Linked DNA regions of Mus musculus: region 1 is linked to region 2. Evidence: chromatin contacts called from public Micro-C data. All regions are on one chromosome and are shown on one strand. Each heading gives the region's core, a stretch centred on a gene start, on an enhancer-like site or on the middle of the called end of the contact. The rest is flanking DNA. Distances are from core to core; before and after follow the strand shown. Region 1 holds the start of C430049B03Rik (RIKEN cDNA C430049B03 gene). Region 2 holds the start of Ccdc160 (coiled-coil domain containing 160).

Region 1 (4,824 bases), core at 1,239-3,738, 270 kb before region 2:
ACAAATTCATCTTTCATCTCCCAGCGCTGGAATCTTCTGGTATTTATGTAGGAAAATTAATGTTTATGTGCAGGAATCCAAACAAACTGACCCACCAGGCTGAACCTTAAAAACCCAAAGAAAGCATCGCAGCCCAAGGACACTGGAGCTCTATGAATGATCTAGCCGAGGATTTAGTCGCCGCGTGGTCAGTCACGCCTGGCTGGTCGGCAAACTTTCAGTCTGGTCCACAAAGTGTTGTGAAGATATTAATAGAAAAATTGTAGGTCCTAATAATAGTTTTAAGTGCACACTGAAACTATCTGAAATTATCCGTAGAACAGAGAGAGAGAGAGAGAGAGAGAGAGAGAGAGAGAGAGAGAGAGAGAGAGAGCTCTTTCCTGAAAAGAAAATCTTGTTCTGTAAAAATCTTTTTGGCTAATTTCTCCCCACAGTTTTACAGATCCTGAAAGACTCTACCCTCCTGTCTTCTCACCCTCCAAACCCAGAAAGAAAAACAAAACAAAACAAAAACAACGAAAATAAGCCCCAGTCATCAGCCTAAGGTCACACGATTGTAGCAAAGCCTTGAAACTTTGCGATCATTTTCGCAAAACTCACGATTATGAGATCAACCTCGAAGAAGTATCACAGTAAAAATATAGAAATACAGCGAGAGTTGAGTAGCGCAAGAAACTGCAGCGCTGAGCACCGCGGAATTCAGAATCCGTGATTTTAGTATCTGCCTGCCGTTTTCGCATGTGTTACCCGTTTTGCAATTGCCCCCCCCCCTTTTTTTTTCTTGACACCTGGTGGGTTTTGTTGTAGTTGTCCCCGCTCCCTCCTGAGGTTCCAAACTATCCCGCACGCCTTCTACCCTCTGAAATAAAACTTAGGCTTGACTCTGGGAGCATGGAGGACCCCGCGGCTGCACCGCAGCTACCAGCGTGCTGCTCAACTGCTGGATATTCGCAGACGCCCAGATGTCCTCGCTAGTCAAGGGCGCCAAGGAACCCACTAAGTCCCAGACTAGACAAGAGGTGGCTGGAGTAGAGGTTTAGCCAAGAGCTGCTAAGGCAACAGCCTCTCCTTCAGAGTCACGGAGTGAACGCGCTAAGTAGCTCCCACATAGCGCCTTGTACCCAGCACTCCACCTGCCCCTGTGGTCTCTTTTGGAGCCCGGGTGTGTAAGCTGCTGCAGGCCAGCGAAACCCTTCCCGTCCAAATCCTATCTGAGTTTACATCCCACTCTCTCAAAGATGTCTGCAACCCAAGAAAGGTGGGAAGAGAGACGCTGAGTTTATTTATTTATTTTTTAACATCCAGGCTCTATTTTATAAGGGATTTCTCCCAGATTTTTTTTTTTTTTTGAGTCTTTCACAAAGCTCAGACTGTCCTCGAACTTGCTATGTAGCCAAGGACGCCCTTAAACTTCTGTTTCTCCTGCCTCCTCCGAGTGCTGGACTCTACTGGTCCATGTGCTACCATGCCTGGTTTTTCCAGCTTTGTGTTATTGTGACGTTTTGCAAATATACAAGAAAGTTGCGAACGCGGTGCAATGAAAGACTATTGACTCCCCACCCAGATGCAACCTCATGTTAGCTCCTTGAAATCCATTCCCGTTCCCCCTTCTCTCTGAGTGCCTGTCTGGGTCAGCGGCATCATTTGAAAATCATAATCACTCTTATACTTCATCTCTTTACACTTAGGCACAGTTCTTGTCACCCTGGACACCCTGCTATTAACTTCAACACCGTTCTCATACCTCCCTGGTAAACAGCGCCGTCCCTAAAGATATCCAGCATACAGAAGAAAGACTCCCTTTCTTTCCCTACTCCAGACTCAAAACTTAAGTAGTAAAGACTTTCCTTCTTGGACTGGACATGTATAAGTAAACTGTCGTTCCCTGCCTCAGTGTCATGCCCACCCCTAAAGTGGACCGCCAGGACCTAAGGGAGTCCTCTACCTGAGGGAGAGTTTGGCAGAGAGGCCAGAGCACAGAAGACTCAACAGAGCCTGGGCACACTCGCGCGCCTAGCACTTCCCTTCTGCAATCTGAGGGTCCCTTGTTTCCTCATCCTGTTTCAGGCACCCCCAAGAAAAATAGTCCTAAGAGGCTTGGCTTAGCCGCCCTGTACCCTCCTGGTAGCCCCAAAGACTTGGGCCCTAGTGACTTTAGAGTGTCATTTGTGGCATGGGTCTTTGAGCTGGAGCTTGGTTGCTTCCCTTCCCGCTTTTCCCCTTTCCCCTTTCTCCCTGGTTTTTGTCTCCTGCACCCGCGGCTATGAGGCTCTCTGTACGTGGCCACTCCAGGCTCCCCGTGTCCTTCCCGGCCCTTCCTGGCTGCAGGCCAAGGCTGTGGCTCTGCGTGTCCGCACGGCCTCCCCCCTCCCCCCTTCCGCTCCGGGGCCTCCGAGCGAGCGGGCGAATGGTTGGGCGGGGCGCGGAGCAGCGCATGGCCACGCCCCCCGGGCCGGCTTTTTCTAGGGCTGCTGCGGACCACTGGGCGCTGGCTGCTCCCGCTCGCCTCTTGGGGTGCGCTCGGCTCCAGCCCAACTCCGCCAGCTCCGCCGGCTCCAGCACCGCTCCAACCCGATTCCAGCCGGATTCCAGCCCGATTCCAGCCCGGTTCCAGCCCGATTCCAGCCCGGTTCCAGCCCAGCTCCGTCCCGGCTCCGGTTCTTCTCCGCCACGCCTCTCTGTGAGCCCCTCGCCCCGCGAACCCCGGTTCCCCGGCTGTCCGTCCCTCTGTCCCTCGATGTCCCGCACCACCGCCACCTCGCGCCCTCCCAAGTCTCCGCGACTCGCTCTTCTAACCTCACAACCTCGCCACACCCCTCCGCCCTTTCTCTCTCGCTGTCCGTCTGTCTGTCCGCCTCCCCGCCCGCCTTTTCCTTCCTCTCTCTAGCTTCCCCGGCTTGTTTTCTAGGTCGACGCTGAGGAGCAGCTTCGCAGGAAAATCCCAGAAACCTTTGCAAAAAGCTTACAATGAAATTTAAGAAGTTCTACGATTTCGGCGCCATTTTCGAGTGGAGTGAGAGGTGACTTAGAATCTAAAAAAGAAAAAAACGAGGGGGAAGGGAACTTTTTGGCCCGCCTCCCCCCGCCCCCAACTATGTCTCTGGTCACTACAGACTGTAACAGATACGGGGATAATTCTCAAAAAAATGTTATGCGTCGCGCTGGGTGGGGTGTGGGGGTGGAAAGCGTGTCCGGGGGTCGTGGTGGGGGGAGGACAGATCTTTAAAATGTCTAGCAAGTGAGTGTGGCCAGGGAACTTCTCAGAAAGTGGACTGAGAAGAGTAAACGGGGAGGGGTGGGGAGAGAGAAATGAGTGAGGGGCGGGCAGCCTCAGGCTGTCAGCCTTGCCAGGGTGGGGAGCAACTAGTTTTGACAGACTGTAAATGGGACTTTGGGCCACTCATTTGTAAGCAGTAAAGAATGTCCTGGAAAGAACCGTAAAATTCGTTTTCCATTGTCTCTCGCTAATTAAAACTTTTCAAGGTTGTTTAGTTGTTTTTTTTTTTTTTCCAGTATTGGAAAAGTTTGGCTGGAAGGTGCGGAGGACCTGTGCATCATGTTTTGGGTGTGGGGGCGCATGGCATCTGCAACATTAAAAGACAAAACGTTCTCAACTGGGAAGAGAGGAAGAGGCTTAGTCTTTGGCTCTTAAATCATTTGGCCAAACCCTTCGCAGTTCTGAAGTGGGTGGGGCCATTTTGACCCGTCGTGGTTCTGAAGTGGGTGGGGCCATGGTAACCCTAAAGTATTGATTCTTTGTCTATTGTATCAGCGAATGACCCTCTCTAGAAGTGACCAGACATCTCTTTGTGCTCTCTTTTCGTAAGTAAAGTTAAGCCCAAGGGGAAATACACAAACCCAGGGAGTGAGATGGCTTTTTAAGGATATAAGTCGTTGTAGAGTGATGGGAAGAAAAGAAATGGATGAAGGATAATCTAGAGATGAATTTGATTCCAGTGTATTCGTTAACAAAATTATCTAGTAAGACCTTCGTTTTTGATGATGTTATCTCGAATGAATTTTGTTTTTATGAGTAGTCAACTAAGGAAATGTTAAATTAAGAGGAATTGCAATCTCTGATGTGACATTTGTGTGGGACATAAAGTTAAATTGGGAGAAAAATACGTATCTTTAAAGTATAATTGTATCTTTACTAAACACGGCTTTTCTCTCTCCTCTTTTTAAAGGTGACCATCGATGGTTTTTTCCTCCACAATTCCGTGTCCATGTAAAAATGACTTGTAATATAGCCAAGAAAAGACGGAATTTTCATTCCAACTTAAGGAGTGGGGCTGTTATTATTAATGGCTTTATTTATCATGACCTAAGCAATGCATATGTTAGCACTGGATCATTATCTGTTATGTTAGGAATTTTGTATTTAGTTTAATTACATACTCTGTATATTTTATTAATTAATTAAAAGGACCCAGCATTCATTGTACTAGTTTCGAAAAACGGACATAATTTTAAATGAGAATACAGGAAATTTGTATACAGAATGTTTTTTGCTTTCAAAGGCACTGTAGTTTTGTTGTTTTAGTTATTAGGTTTGTGGTTAAGGACTAAAGGATGGTTTTTGTGCTTTCCTGAATGCTTTGTTTAAACAAGGAAATGAATGTAACTTGTTGCTCATGTGTGTCCATTTTGAAAAGCAACAGTGGGAGCTGAGGAGAGCGCACAGTGCCGGCCATTTCAAGACAAGATTTTCAGTGGCGTGGCTTAAGAAGGAGTGATTTGTATTTAACATCAAGTATTTAAGGATGTCATTTATTTAAAGTTCTTGATTTGTGATTTGATGTCGATGGTAACAAATGTCTTTAT
Region 2 (5,294 bases), core at 419-2,918:
ACCATCGGTGAGCATTGAGACCTGAAGCTAAGTATATTGGTCACACTGGTATCTGGTAACAATGATTTTTAACTGAGTTATTTTGGGGTTTTGTTTTTAAGAAGGAAAAAGGAAAATCTCTACTGTCCTCCCTAGCTTACGAACTTCGCGGGATGACATTTTAAGGCAAGGGCTTTCATGTTTCCCCTGAAGTTTATTTGACTTAGCTCAAGTCTTCAGGGCACTTTTCTTTTGAACGTTTATGAGGCCGTCTTGGAAGCGTGCTGACAGGGATGAGTGATGCTTTGCTTACAAAGTTGAAGGTTTATGTTGGGCAAGACTCTGAGCTTCTGAACTCCCAGGATGAGATAACAACCAGAACAACTGTACTTACCCTTCCTGAGGTCCAAGGTCTTAGACCGGATGTCACTGGTCTCCTCCAGCTTGAGCTGGAAAAAACAGTTCACCACCACCACCCCCACCTCCCTACAGGAAATATAATTTAAAGAATGTCCCAAACCCATGTTATTCTCTGAAGTGTCCATTCAAGTCACAGATGCTACACCTACAATGTCTGTGGGTCTATCTGCAATGTGGCACCAGACAGAAGTCATTTCTCTTTCTAAGTTTTCAGCCCATTTTTCCAAGTGTTATGCTACCGTCTTCCTTCCTCGGGCAATACAAATGTCAAGTGGGGCAAGAACCACACTGATACTGCATTCACCACGGTTATCTCTTTACCCTGAGCATGTATTGAACAGACAAGCCACCTGTGGTGGAGACAGAAGCTTGCTGATTACAATGTGCCTACCAAGAGTCACAGGGCTGGAACCTAGGCCTGGCTTCCCTCCTTCGAGTAGAGTTAATTTGTAAAAACATGACACAGAGAAATGGTCCCGCTTTTTTTTTTTTTTTTTTTTTGCTTTCATCTTTCAGGGTTCTAACATATGGGTCAAGTGCCCACTTCCCTGGACAGAATGTCCCTTCTATTGTTTAGGCAATATGGAGAGAGAAACAAAGTGCCACCGAAAACTCAGCACTGTGTGTGGCTATGATCCTCAATTCTTTGTTATTAGTGTGAAATTATCCCTTCTTGAAGAAAAGATACGGAGTCCCCTGAGTTCCCAAGGCTTAGACTTTATTACTATGGGAGTCACATTCTTGCTATAAAGCTGTATCTTTATATGCATAGTTTGGGGATTTTTCTCTGTGAATGGTTAACTGAAACTCCTGCCATCCTTGCTTCTATGGAAAAGAAGGTGGCCAGGAACAAGATGTTGTTAGAACCCCCACTGCAGGTGACTCTTTTCACCTCCCAGTCCAGATCCTGTAGCTAGTGGGTGAATGGATAAGCTTGACCCCACTTCTCTGTCCACAACCCCTTTCCCACGCCCTGTTTCTTTTCTTTCCAAACACACGCTAGCTCCAGCCTGGGGCTCTCAAGAGAAAAAAAAAAAAACCTGCTGCTGGGACTTCCTTGGTTTTCCGCCCTCTTGCTGGGAGAGTCAGGGGGTAAAGAGGGGCGCGCCAGGGGAACCCGGGATGTCCCTTACACAGACATACCTGGAAGCGCGGGTGCGGTTGGAGAGCCCTGTCCACTCTTCCCCGAAGCCGGTCACTACCGACAGGAGGCAGCCCCTTGTTCAGTGCTAGCCACCACGACCCGGCCAGGCTGGCCCGGGGCAGAGCCTCTGCAGTGCAGCTCCAGCGCGGGCCGCACTGTTGCCTAGCAACCAGGCGGATGGATTTAAAGGGACCGGGCACTGAAGGAACCGGTCGCTGCAGGTTGAGTACTGCTGCTAGTCAGGGAGTCAAGGCCGGACCAGAGCACTGAGCATGCCCGGTAGGGCGGCCACTGTGGTGGCTTCTGCCAGGCAAGAGATAGGAAAGCAGGGAGAAGACGCTGAGTCAGAATAGGAAAGGTCAAGAAAATGCTAGGCAAACCCATGCACCGCTGGGACTATTAGACTAGATGTGGGAGATTCTCAAGGCTATGTGACCACCGACTGTGGAGAAATGGAGAGGCAGTTGCATAGGGTTAATCCCCTAGATTTGGTATTTAGTAACAGGATGTTATGGAGGATTCGCTTTGGAAGACCTTAGGTTGGAGTCAGGGTTGCTAATAATGTGGGAGTTGCATCATATCCCCATCTCTACCTTATGTACCTGTCGAAGGTCAGTCCAATGGCTTAGCCAGAAGTTCTACATTAGGCAAAGCACTAAAAAGAACCTTGAGTCAGAACCTGGCTCTACCTGTGTAAAAAATGAGGCCTGTCTCTCCATCCATATTGTCTCCATTTATCACTCAAGAATTTGCCTAAGTTGTTCTTGAACCCATTTGAATGTAAAAACGTTGAGGACAACTAGTTTACACTATACTCAAGGGTTAAAAAAAAAAATCACTCCACCCCATAATCAGCATCCAAACGCTGACACCATTGCATACACTAGCAAGATTTTATTGAAAGGACCCAGATGTAGCTGTCTCTTGTGAGACTATGCCGGGGCCTAGCAAACACAGAAGTGGATGCTCACAGTCAGCTAATGGATGGATCATAGGGCTCCCAATGGAGGAGCTAGAGAAAGTAGCCAAGGAGCTAAAGGGATCTGCAACCCTATAGGTGGAACAACATTATGAACTAACCAGTACCCCGGAGCTCTTGACTCTAGCTGCATATATATCAAAAGATGGCCTAGTCGGCCATCACTGGAAAGAGAGGCCCATTGGACTTGCAAACTTTATATGCCCCAGTACAGGGGAACACCAGGGCCAAAAAGGGGGAGTGGGTGGGCAGGGGAGTGGGGGTGGGTGGATATGGGGGACTTTTGGTATAGCATTGGAAATGTAAATGAGCTAAATACCTAATAAAAAATGGAAAAAAAAAATCACTCGCTTTCCCCAGTCACCCAAATTTTCTCTTTAAGTTTTAAAGCTTCCTCACAACTTTCGAGGGGTTTCTTGGGTGACAAAACCCCGCCTCCTTAATCATATTATTTATTCTAAACATGCTATTTTGTGGAACAAATAAATGGTCTCCTCAGGCTTTGATTAGTCGGTTGCACAGTGTAAATTTTATAGCCCATGCCGGGCTGAGACTGGAGGCTGTGAAACACGGGGTTTTGCGGGCACCAGATAGCAAGAGAAAGAAAGGGAAATGACGGCTCTGGGGTCTCCAGGGAAAGATGGTTTAAGTTCATTTTAAAAGTTACAATCTAATTTAAAAGACCTAACAGGTGAGTGACTTGGGAACAATACCGGAGCTACTTTTTGAAAATTCAAACCTTGGGAACCGGATCTAACAGGTGTCTGGGAACCGGCAAGGCTGCATTCAGATGCCCCCAGGCCCTGTTCTCTGGCTGCCTTTGCCTCCTTAGAGAACCAAAGTCAACAAGGTAGATGTCTCATGTCACTGTGTGTTTTATTAAAGACCCTGACAGAATTGGCCTGTGGGATTCCATGAGCTTCTTGATACTAAATTTCCAAATTGCCCCGTTTTTAATCAGTGGCTTTCCTTGTCTTCAAAGGGCTCCATTTACTTCTGCTTGCTATGGCATCCATTACTAATAAAATAAAGGAGTCTTTCTTGATTGCTCTATGTGTTAGATTCCCCATTTGCGCAATGGAAGTAGTTGTATCTCACTCATAAGAGTTCTGTGAAGAGTGAATTAATCAGTTTCAAGTCCTTAGAACAGCACAGGACGAAGTAACTCCCCCAGGAAAAAAATTGTGGCTATCATTATCTTGCTCCATAATTCCATTACTATCCTAAAAAATGTAAATATGACTACACTGATGGAAAACAGGATTTGGAATCTTAAGATCAATCATGCCAAACCTTTATTTCATGTGAAGTTGCAAATCTTTTAAAGTAATTCCACCCTATTACTATATTCCTGGTGGAGCTGAGGTTGGGGGGAGGGTGGGGAGGATGGGAGAAGATTACCTTGGTCTGTGTTTCAAATGTGTCTTACTCCTTCATGTCCTAGAAGTATCAAATGGCAAACAGTCAAGAATTATGGGGACAGAAAATTTCATTTTTCAATACTACAACCATCTTAGACGAATATGAAAGTTAAACACCAGTTTACTGTCCGCTGTAACCTTTTCCGGTACTGAGGTGACAAGGCACTTGGCTTGATAATAAGTGAATTACAAATCATGCAATGGAACCCAGCCTTCTCATTTTACCATGTAGGATACTAAGGTTCAGAGAACCAACGTGATTTACTTTCTGATAGCATAGCAAAGCAGGCCGTATAAAATAATTCTAGTTTCAGCAGCCCCAAACTTGTGATAGTCCGACCAATGAAAATATGTAAACTTATAGACCTGTATTGTACATACATAAGTCTCTAAACATTAATGTAGGTAATGACAATAATAGATAACGTTAATCATACCCCACATCTCATATCTCAGCATAGTATGTGAGCTGTACTTTCACAATGAATCTAGAACCTGTTTCTTACTGTTTTGTCTCCATCATCATTCACTCGGATCCTGGTGCCTGTGATTTCTTCACCGAACTATTGCACTCACCAAACTGCTTCTAGACTTGCTCACTGCGTCTATTTCTCAGGGTTGCTGTAGCAAACTATCTCGAAGTGAGAGGCTTAAAACAATAGATACTTATTCTCTCACTGTTTTCAATGCACAAAAGAACAAAGCCAAGGTCATACAAGGCTGCTTCTTTTCAGAGGCTCTGAGGGAGATTCTGTTTCTCCTAGGTCTTGGCTGTTATCAGTAATCCTTGGCCTTCCTTGGCCTCTGGATGTATCATTCCAATCTCTGCCTGTGTTCACAGTGTGTTCTCTCTATGTATCTATTTTGTCTTCATGTGACTGTCTCCTTTCTGAGTATGTCTGTGTCCTAATTTCTCTCCTCTTACAAGGAAACCACTTGGTAGCTGAGGGCTCATGCTGATACAAAAGGATGTCATCTTAATGTCTTAGCATCCAAAAAGTTCTAGTTCCTAAATCAAATCACATTCACAGGACCCAGGGATGAACATTTGAACATAGCTTTAAGGAGAACATAATTTATCTCAGAGTGCCTGCCTAATGTCTATTTACAACAAGATCTTCCTATCTCTATTCTTTCTTTTTTTTTTTTTTTTTTGTCTTTGTTCTTCAAGAAGGATTTTTTTTTTTTTTTTGTATACCCCTGGCTGTCCTGGAACTCACCCTGTAGGCCAGGCTGGTCTCAAACTCTCTAAGATCTCCTAAGTGTTGGAATTAAGGGTACATGCCACCCCCTGGCTCCTCCCTCCATTCTTAGAGTACAGCCACTGTCTTCAGACACACCAGAAGAAGGC

Evidence for each region. A called contact is a pair of places that touch in the nucleus more often than the background predicts.
Region 1: a contact with region 2 is called in a Micro-C map of embryonic stem cells, with 2.2 times the contacts expected there. The contact joins the promoter of C430049B03Rik here to the promoter of Ccdc160 in region 2. A contact is called at or near these places in 3 of 39 promoter capture datasets (embryonic stem cells, liver and stem cell-derived epiblast-like cells) and 1 of 484 Hi-C or Micro-C datasets (embryonic stem cells).

Annotation. Positions count from the first base shown.
Region 1 is chrX:53,054,854-53,059,677 of GRCm38.p6, reverse strand. C430049B03Rik (RIKEN cDNA C430049B03 gene) reads left to right here and starts at 2,488. Exons shown (of 4, transcript NR_038185.1): 1 at 2,488-2,680; 2 at 2,909-3,020; 3 at 3,514-3,536; 4 at 4,188-4,824.
Region 2 is chrX:52,787,574-52,792,867 of GRCm38.p6, reverse strand. It overlaps Ccdc160 (coiled-coil domain containing 160), which reads right to left and starts at 1,668. Exons shown (of 2, transcript NM_001034059.1): 1 at 1,543-1,668.